Linked DNA regions of Mus musculus: region 1 is linked to region 2. Evidence: chromatin contacts called from public promoter capture Hi-C data. All regions are on one chromosome and are shown on one strand. Each heading gives the region's core, a stretch centred on a gene start, on an enhancer-like site or on the middle of the called end of the contact. The rest is flanking DNA. Distances are from core to core; before and after follow the strand shown.

Region 1 (5,247 bases), core at 1,065-3,564, 170 kb after region 2:
TGTGAAAACCTCTTCTTGTTAACCGCCACGGCTCGAACTCAGTGATCAGCAGATTATAATATTCCGTGGCTTGGGTTCTACATTGGTCAGCCTTGTTCCTATCAATCGCCTTTCCTTGTTTATCCTCCTTTGGAAAGATTCACAATTATATTAACATGACTATGTCAACGTTGTTGTACACACGTCCCCATATTCTTATTTCTAAGAAGCTGCGCCCAGGAAGTGTGGTTGTTGAGTAAATGAATTTTTAACTTAATAAATGCTATCAGGTTAATTTTCAGCGGGACTGTAAGGTTTCGAGTTTCTATGGTCTGCAAGAGCACTCGTTAGCAGTAGCTTTGCAGTAGGACTTTCTGTCCTTTGTCTGCATCCATAGGTTGACAGGTTAAAATGGACCTCCTTTTTATTTTAGTGGACCTTGCCTAACTGCTGTGGGATCTTAGCATCTTACCTAGTGGTTGTCAACAGTTCCTTTCTGTGAGTCTTCCATTTCCAGTCTCACCCATTCATTCTCCCGTTCTTTTGTTTTATTATTGTTTTACAATGGTTCTGTGAAGATTTGCATATTAACCCTTTGTTCACCTCCACTAATGACATTTCATTCAAGTTTACCATTCATGTTACCATTAACTCATTTATGTTAGCTTTTACTTAGAATATACTTTGCCATGTGAAGATATCTAATTTTTAAAAAAGATTTATTTTATTTATGTAAGTACACTATAGCTGTCTTCAGACACACCAGAACAGGGCAGCTGATCCCATTACAGATAGTTGTGAGCCCACCATATGGTTGCTGGGAATAACTCAGGACCTCTGGAAGAGCAACCAGTGCTCTTAACCACTGAGCCATCTTGCCAGCCCAGATGTCTAATTTTTATATAGTCAAATATGTCTATTTTTTCTTTTATGGTTTTTGGATTTTTTGCCTTTGTTGAGATTTTCCTTAACCTTGGATTATATGTGTAATCTTCTTATTTTTTTAAAAGATTTATTTATTTATTTCATTTATGTGAATACATTGTAGCTGTCTTCAGACACACCAGAAGAGGGCATCAGATCTTATTACAGATGGTTGTGAGCCACCGTGTGGTTGTTGGGAATTGAACTCAGGACCTCTGGAAGAGCAGACAGTGCTCTTAACCACTGAGCAATCTCTACAGCTCCCTTCTTATTTGGTTTTTTTTAAATTTTTTATATTGCTATATTTTAATTATTGTATTTTATGTGCACGAGTGCTTTGTCTACATGTATGTCTGTGTACCCACCTGTGTGCCTGGTGCTTGCTGAGAGCCTAAGAGAGCATTGGATCCCATAGGTGGTTGGGAGAGCATCGTTTGTGGTTGCTGGACCTGGGTCCAGGTTGTGGAACCTGGGTCCTCTGGAAGAACAGCTGGTGCTCTCTGCCATGCGCCATCTCTCCAGTTCCTCATATTGATGTATTGTCACCCTGAAGTCTCTCAGCTCTGTGGAAATCATGTGATGTATACCTGTAGTCTACTGTTTTTCCTTAAGAGGATAAACAGTTGTATCAGCACTGTTTATGAACTAATATAACTTTTCCACCGAATATTAAAATATGCATATATCTTAAGGTTATCTGACTATTCTTTTCTCCACTAAATCATATCCTTATTCCCACATGGTTGCAATTTTGATTTATGGTAGATTATAAGTTTTTGTTATGCAATATTATACCTGATATGAAAAATTTCCCCATATAATTGATTTACATTATACTTTCTTCACTATTTTAGGCATACATTTTAATTTGTGAACTTGTGCTTATTGTAGCTAATTAGCTCCTAATGCCTGCCGAGAGTCTAATTGCAAGTTCATTAAGCTATAAATTATTTTTGAACAACAATTTGAATGATCATATGTCATAGTCTGTGGGTGATATTAGAAATTCACTTTAAAGACCAGACACACTCAGAGGCTGGACCGGGTCCTGGAATGGGTGTTTTCCCTGCTTTGGTTGAGTTTGAGGCTGCAGATCAGCTGTGACTGAAAGAGGAGAAGGAAAAGTGCTTGTGGCTGTAGAGAGCCTACCAAATGCCAGGTTCTGTCTCCAGTCTCTTCCTCATGGTATGTTCCCAAACACACCCAACTGAGATCACAGGTAGGTAGTTTCTAAGGTCAGGAACCCACTCCATGGAACTCTGTTGGAGGTCTCTGCGTCTGGACCTAACATAACCCAAAACGTTTACTCCAGGTGAGGTTGACCGCTCCAGAGGTTGGGTGTCTAAAGCAGGAAGTACTGTTTGCAAGCAGAGGGGTGTGCTGTGTGGTTTGCCTTCCTTTGCTGTGGACACTCCCACTTGCCACAATTTGACCTGCACATGTGCAACTTGCCTCGCTGGCCCTCAGCTACATGCACTGTAGAGCAAGCGGCTGTGCATCCTTTTACCAAACACAGTTAAGCCATTGCTTCATGTTTGTGCGGGCTGCTGGGGAGCCAGTGGTGAGCATCTGTGGGCTGATTCCCACACTCCCGTTGCTATTCCTGGTTGCTCTCTTGATGATAGTAATGCTTGTTTTTAATTTAGGCATTAAGTACACTCGCTAATACACTCACTAGTCATCTAGAAATATGGACTTAGATGAAAAGTTTCATATTAATTTGATCTTAATTAGAAACTCAGCATCGGTGTGGATCAGACCAACATTCATTTAACAGACATTTATTGCATGTAGTATATGCCAAGCACAGTTATGGGCTAATGATTGAAATGAAAATTACCTGTAAATATAAATACAAATGATTAACTTAGATAAATGTAATAAACACTGTGAAAAACAATAGATTAAGGGAGTCCAGGCGTGCTGGGCATGGAGAAGTGATGGCCCTGGATGAAATGTAGAGTAAACTGCATTAAATATGCAAACTTAATTAAGGGAGAACTGTGCCTAGCCTAGAACTTGGAAGAAATGTGGATAAGTAGAGAGGCTGTGTTACTAAGTAAAATTTTATTTTATTTTATTTTATTTTATGTGTATGAGTTTTGCTTTCAGGTTAGTCAGTGCATCGTGTGCATGCCTGGTGCCCACAGAGGCCAGAAGAGTATATCAGATCCCCTGAAACTGGAGTTATAGATGGTTGTGAGCCACCATGTAGGTACCAAAGGATGCACCAGGGTCCTCTGGAAGAGCAGTCAGTGCCCTTAACCATTGTTCCTGAGTAATCTTAATAGTCTTCCTGAGACTCCAGTTCAACACTGTAGTCAGATTGGCTTCCCCCTCTGATCTCTTCATAGTGAGGCCTCAAGTCCATTGTGTAAGCCTCGGGGACCTAGTCAAAGAGCATCCAACCCATAGCATTCAGTTTGAGAGAAGAGTCCTGGGCAGACGTGATGATTTCCCAAGGACACATCTGTCTGCCTTCAAGACTGTCCACCCATGGAGCCTAAGCCGTGCAGGGTACAGTAGGGGAACTGCTGTGTACGAGGGTGCCCATCCGCCAGCATGGGAAATACGGAAGGCGTGAAGCAAGGTCTTCCAGACGGCTTCCATTTGATTAGTTTTGATCTGTAAACCCACACTATTTAATACACAGCGGTTTTTACCATTATCAGTAATGATAATAAGCCCAGAATACTTTATATGCTATCATAGTCATTTAATAAGTAAACACTGCTGTGTTGTAGGGTAATTGAGGAGACATTAAGAGCCCATTCTAGTTCTGTAATTCCACTGTGTCTTTTTTAATCACAAAAATACTGTCAGGAGCGATGCATACACAAGAGGCAGTCACTAGCTCACTCCTATAAAACACCCTCACACAGGAAGCAAGTTACACGGTCTCATCTAGTCAACCTTTGACCCATCCTGCAGGGGCAGAGGGTTGTTATGGAGGGGGTGGGGGGCTCTTACTCTGTTTACCACAAGGAGAATCTGATCAGTGGACCAACTCTTTATATAGTTCCATGGGATGTAATTATATCATGTAACTCGAAGTTTTAGCCATTATTTACAATAGATACCAGAGGCACCTACATTTATCAACCTCTTTGGCTGTTTTTCTTTTCAGCAGAGGGTAGGGATCGGGTGAACAAGTTGTTGCTATAAATAAAGCAGGTTGTTGTAAGGCTTGTGTCCTGATTGGAGATTGATTTCACCTCCTGTGTCCGTTGGTAGTTAGCAATTTTCTACCACACTGAGCAGGGCTATTGTAATTCAGCATTGGCAGAGAGACCCTCAAAGTTAAAGCTGCATTGAGGCCTCGCTGGGCATCAGCAGGGTCAGTGAGAGATGGCCTTGTGACTTTGAGAGTCTTAATCCTGAACCAAGCTTAATTTATATATACTTCTTACAAGTCATTTTCTTTCTTTCTTTCTTTCTTTCTTTCTTCCTTCCTTCCTTCCTTCCTTCCTTTCTTTCTTTCTTTCTTTCTTTTCTTCCTTTTTTTCTTTTTAAAAAAATTTTTTGAGACAGGGTGTCTCTGTATATCCCTGGCTGTCCTGGAACTCACTCTGTAGACCAGGCTGGCCTCAAACTAAGAAATCCGCCTGCCTCTGCCTCCGAGTGCTGCGATTAAAAGTGTGTGCCACCACGCCCGGCTTCTTTCTTTTTTTAATTTAATGTTTTTTAGCTTATTCATTTTACATCCCACTCACTGCCCCCCTTCTGATCACCCCTCCCACAATCTTTCTTCCATCTACCTCCCCTTCTCTTCTGAGCAGGTTTGTCGCCCCCACCCCCACCCCCGCGCCATTCCTCCCCTCCCCCCTGTATCCCCGCAACCTGTCACTTCAAGTCTCTGAGAGGTTAGATTCTTCCTTTCCTACGGAGGCCACACAAGCCAGCCCAGCTAGAAGGACATGGACAGGCAACAGCTTTTGGGACAGTCTCTGTTCCAGTTTTTTTGGTACCCATACCAAGCTACACATCTGCTACATATGTGCAGGGAGGCCTAGGTCCAGCCCATGTATGTCCTTTGGTTGGTGGTTCAGACTCTGTGAGCCCCAAGGGTTCCGAATAGTTGACTTTGTTGGTCTTCTTGTGGAGTTCCTGTCTCCTTTGAGGCCTATAATCTTCCTCGTATTCCAAGAGTCCCCAAGCTCCATCCACTGTTTGGCTGTGGGTGTCTGTATCTGTCTGAGTCACCTGCTGGGTGGAGCCTCTCAGAGGACAGCATGCTCCTGCTGACTGTAAGGTTCAGTATCCACAGGTCTGATGAGGTTTGGGTGACATGTGGCGGGAGAATGGAGGTTCCCCCTGTGTGGTTCAGGAGTCTGATGAAGGTGG
Region 2 (4,912 bases), core at 1,325-3,824:
CAGAATCAGGTCCAGAGTGTTCAACCTTTAGGGGGAGTATGTTGGGGGATGACGGGTGGGGTTGGGTCTCTATGTAGTTCCAAGCTGGCCTAGAACTCGGAAACTTCCTCTGCCTCTCAAGTGCTGGAATTAAAGTCAGGTGCCACCACATCCAGCTGACACTGTGACAAGACACTGTCATCTACAGACATGCTGCTGGGTTGCCATTCTTAGCTATCCTGGAACCTATGTGGCCAAGGCAGGAGGTTGGGCAGTCCTGACATCAAAAACCTAAGATCAGTAATAGACTAATGAAATTCCAAACATGACTTAAGTCTACATTTCTGTGTACTCTACCTGGGCACTGTCTTAAATGAGCCACAGAGAAAACAAAACTAAATAAATAACAAAGCCCACTAAAGTTCCAGTATTTTGTATGTCTGTAGTGTCTGTTACACTATTTGTTCTAACTGAAAGCTTTCTGTGCAGCACATTAGAGGACCATTATCTTATTTTTCAAATATAAAGGCTATCATAAAGTCTCCTTTTAGAGGCTTGGATTTTGCCTTGTCTGTGCTTGTGAGACAGTCTCATAGCCCACTCTGCTCTTTGTGTAGCCCAGGATGGCCTGTCTCTACTCCTAAAGCTAAGTCAGCTATGTGTCTAAAGTCTACAACTTAGTCTTCATCTGAACTACTGCCCTGTCCCTTCCACACGAGGGATTTAGAGAAATAAGTAAACTTGGAGAAAGTAAAAACCCATATTTGGTGTGATACCTAACAACTGGAGTGTTATATATTTATCAGTTATTTTACTAAATAGATTAGATGTTACCATCAAGTCTTTAAAAAAGGATACCTGTTGATTGTAGCAAGTAGAGATTTTAGAGGGCAAAGAGGTATATCCAGGAGTAATATTGTTGCCGTTTAAGTTCTTTATAAATCAGAGGTTAAAAGTTCAACTTAAGACACAAAATGTAAGACAGCTGTGTTGAATGTCTATAATCTTGTCACCAGGGAAGCTGAGACAGGAGGATTGCCTTAAACTCAGTATCGAGTATGAGGCCAGCTTGCCTGGACAATACTGAATGGGTCGCTGGCAAAAGTAAATAAATAAAAATAAAATAAATCTCAAAATACTGAATGGGTCGCTTGCAAAAGTAAATAAATAAAAATAAAATAAATCTCAAAACCCGACATTTGCTTTATTAAAATATTCAACAATTACAAATAATTAGATACCAATTCCACTAAGTACTCCAGTTGATTATCTCGAAACTATCAAAAAATAATTGAATGCAAATGACTTATGGTACTTTTAATTAAAATATGGCTTAAATTACTTGACACTATGCCTTCCTTTTTTTTTATTTCAAAAGAAATAACCGCATACCAAATACTTAAAAGCCTAGCTAAGCTTTTTCACACACCGTGTAGAAAGTCTGACATTTCCACAACAAGTCACAAGGCATACAAACTTCCGACAGCTTCTTTAAAAAGACACCCAACGGGGCTTCGGGGACATGAATCGGTAATCTGTTCCGGTGGGCAAAAGCAAAGAAAGGAACCTCAAAGTTTCCAAGACCGACCTTTTTTTTTTTTTTTTTTTTTAAACCAACAACAATATCTCTGCGAGTATGAAGGCGACTTCTGAAGCGAGGAAACGATTCTAACAAGGGCCGGGACTCGGGAGCCGACAGGCAGAGGGAGTGGACCAAGGATTTCGGCAAACACAGCCCGGGGTCAAAACGCGAAGCAGCTCGAACCCACGGAGTCGCCCCCTCCCCCAACACCGCCTCCAGGGTGAGCCCGTGGCTCGCGGAGGCGGCAACAGATACTCCGGGGCAGGCGGCGGCTCTCCAGGAATGTGGGGCCGAGAGGGGATCCCGAGCCCACCCCGGTGCCAGGTCCCAAAGGAGAGCTGTCGGCCCGGAGCGCCCCTCCCCGCCCCCACGGCGCCGACCTCCGGGCCCCGCGAGCAAGCCCAGGGCTAAGTTCTCCCAGCGCTCCGGTGCCGCCCTCGAGGCCCCGGCCGCCGTAAGCCCAGGGCCGCGCGGGTGCGCTTCCCCGAAGGGCTCCGGACGCTTCGCCAGCCCGGTGCTCACGGGCCGCGAACAATGAGCCCTCCCGGGCGGGCCGCGAGCGGCGGAGCGAACGGCCGGGGGCGGCGGCGCCATCGCCTCACGGCCCCTCGCGGCCGCGGACACACACACACACACACACCCCCAGCCCCGCCGCCGCTCGGGCCGCGGCCCGTTCCGGGTGCCCCTGCCCCAGCCCGCCGCCCTCGCAGACGTCGCCATCCCCCTCCCTGCCTAGCTCACCGGCTCCTGCCCCAGCCCGGGGGTGCGCTGGCAGTGGCCGGAGCGAGACTCGAGAATCAACCGCCGGCGCCGCCGCACAATATGGCGAGTCTCGGCTTCCGCAATGGAGCTCGGGAAATACAACAGGGGCCGCTCAATATTCATGAGAGACTGGGGAGGGGGGAGCCGGCTCGGCCGGAGCTGCGGGGAGGGCGGGAAGGAGCGAGCGAGCGAGCGAGCGAGCGAGGAGGCGGAGGCGCGGGACGCGGACGCGCACCGCGCGGGGAGGCCCCTGGCGTAGGGGAAGGGGCGTGCCTAGTGCAGGCCCGGACCGCCGGGCCACGCCCACACCCTGGCCCTGGCTCCGCCCCCGCCCGTGGCTACAGCTCGCCAGACGCCCCCAGCGCCGGCGCAGCCCCCAGCCAACGCCTGCTGACTTGGGCGTCTTCTTTCTGTCTGTTTCCCCCGTCCTGGAGCCTTTCTGGGCCTGTCTGAGCCCACAGGTTGCGCCTTCCCTCCCGCTGCTGAGGTTTCGATTTGGGCTTCCAGCCCCTGACTTCGTCCTCGTCCTCGTAGTCATCCCAGCCCAAGTAAATCCTCAGGGTTTCTGCTGCAGAACTTTCCGGACTTTGGATCTCTAAGGCATACAAAGCCAGCAAGATCTAAGGAAAGTGACCTTCAACTCTGGAAATAGGCGCTTGTTAGTACGTCCCTAATGATCTCCTTGCTACTCTTTATATCGACCTCCTTGACGCTTTCAGTGTTCTGAATTTGAAAATATAAGTAGCCATAGATAGTTGTCATTACCACCACCACTACCCAAAAAAATAGCCTGCAAGTTGTCACTCGGTAATTCCTGCATTTAACTTTTAAGTAACACGTAGGAAAAAAAGTTCCCTAACTTCAAAATGTTTCATTGGTCATGGTCTCTTGAAAGGATAATCAAGAATAGCAGATGATAAATGGGAAGGCACTTAATTTGCACTGCACTGAAATTGGGCGAGGTGGCTTATAGCTTCCAGTAACGTTATTATGGAATTCCTTTTCTGTGGCTTAAAATTTTCTTACTTATTGTATTATTCGGGGTTTTCTATAGAAACAACTAATAGAATGCATATATATTAAATATATTCAGCATATAGAGAGGGGGGATATTAAGTATATGCAATATAGAGAGAGGTGGGGTGGGTATTAGAGTGGCTTACAGGCTGTGGTCTAAGCCAACAGTACTGTCTCCAAACTACAAGGTGAAGAACCTAGTAGTTTTAAGCCCTTGGTGCTGGCTGTGTCAGCGGGTCGTTGGCCTATGTTGGAATCCAAAGAAGTGTTTTTTAATATCAGTAAAGTAATGTCTCAGCATCAGATCTTGCTGGCGAAAGCTTTCTACTCACCCCTTCCTTTTTTGTATGCTACCACAGAAGGTGTGGCAAAGAGTTCAGATGGGACTTCAAGGCTTGAATGATCCAATCAAGAAAACATTCACGAGTGTGCTCAGTTGTTTGGTGTTTTGTTAATCCCAGATGTGACCAACCAGGATTGGTGCTCACACTTACTGTCCACTCTAGCAATTTAAAAAGCCCAAGGTTAAACTTTTCCCGGGATGTGAATCAAAGCCAAAATAACCCCGAGTGTTGTGTTCCTCCATCCTCTGGAGACGGGTAGTCTGGAGCAGAAACACTGACCTTCCATCAAAGCGGAATGTTCATAATTGAGAACTCTTTGCTCTAGTTCAAACGCTTCTGGAAATCGTGATGTGTAACTGCTTGAAGCCAGTCAATCAGTGTTAAGGAAGGCCGTCATTTATAGGGAGCACAGAAGATACAGGTAAATCTAATATCCTATTTAAAGGGTCACAGTAGGATTGTCTTTAAAGAAGAAAACGTATGGGATATTTAGATTAAAAATTATTTAAAAAGTTAGACTTTGGGCTAAAAATCCTTTAGTACAAAGATACTTCTAACAAATCAGTGTGACTTCATCTATTTTACCTCTTCACTGGCATGAGACCAGTCTGCGGTGGCCCACACCTTTAATCCAAGCACTCAGGAGGCATAGACAGATGGATCTCTGTGAGTTCAAGGACAGCCTGGTCTACAGAGTGAGTTCCAGAACAACCAGGGCTACACAGAGAAACCCTGTCTGGAAGAAAACCAAAAAACTTGGAATGGATCATCCTAGATTGGCTTAAACAGGAAAGTTATGTTCTGCCATTTGGTAAGAAATATTTCTAAAACCTTTAGATTCAATACAACACAGGTTTATCGCCTGCTCATCCTTAGTGATTAATTAGAATCAAAATCACTGTTCCAGTCTCTCTGGAAACCAGATTGACAGAGACCTCAATCTCTTAGCTGTAGCCCTTGTGTTAGTCAGGGACCTCTAGAGTAACAGGACTTATAGAATGAATCTCTCTCTAGAGAGAAATGGAATTTATTATACTCACTATGGCTATAGTCCAGCTAACCCAATAATGGCTGCCTATAAATGGACTGTCCAAGAGTCTAGTAGTTCAGTCCACAGGGTGGGATATCTTAGCTAGTCCGTAGTATACGCAGGAATCCCAAAGACGTGGTCTCCAATGCCAGTGAAGGAATGGTTTTGCTAGCAATGCAAGAGCAAGCAGGCAAAGAA

Evidence for each region. Promoter capture Hi-C pulls out the DNA fragments that hold promoters and counts their contacts.
Region 1: a contact with region 2 is called in a promoter capture Hi-C map of the HPC-7 cell line. The contact joins the enhancer-like site here to the promoter of Rnf2 in region 2. A contact is called at or near these places in 5 of 39 promoter capture datasets (the C10 cell line, the HPC-7 cell line, HPC-7-derived erythroid cells and 3 more), 13 of 115 datasets of contacts at active chromatin or transcription factors (the SCID.adh cell line, bone marrow-derived macrophages, craniofacial prominence and 7 more) and 4 of 9 other capture datasets (adipose tissue, embryonic stem cells, liver and 1 more).

What each region holds. Positions count from the first base shown.
Region 1 is chr1:151,667,902-151,673,148 of GRCm38.p6, forward strand. The region is part of intron 5 of Niban1 (niban apoptosis regulator 1); the gene reads left to right. Among named protein-coding and RNA genes, the nearest start is that of Gm41969, 66 kb to the right of the region's middle. Within about 2 kb of position 2,315, at least 20 of the 459 cell types and tissues checked have an H3K27ac peak or open chromatin away from gene starts, as enhancers often do. A contact at or near this core is called in the HPC-7 cell line, the SCID.adh cell line and memory CD8 T cells, where this site is marked.
Region 2 is chr1:151,498,417-151,503,328 of GRCm38.p6, forward strand. Rnf2 (ring finger protein 2) reads right to left here and starts at 2,575. Exons shown (of 7, transcript NM_011277.3): 1 at 2,303-2,575.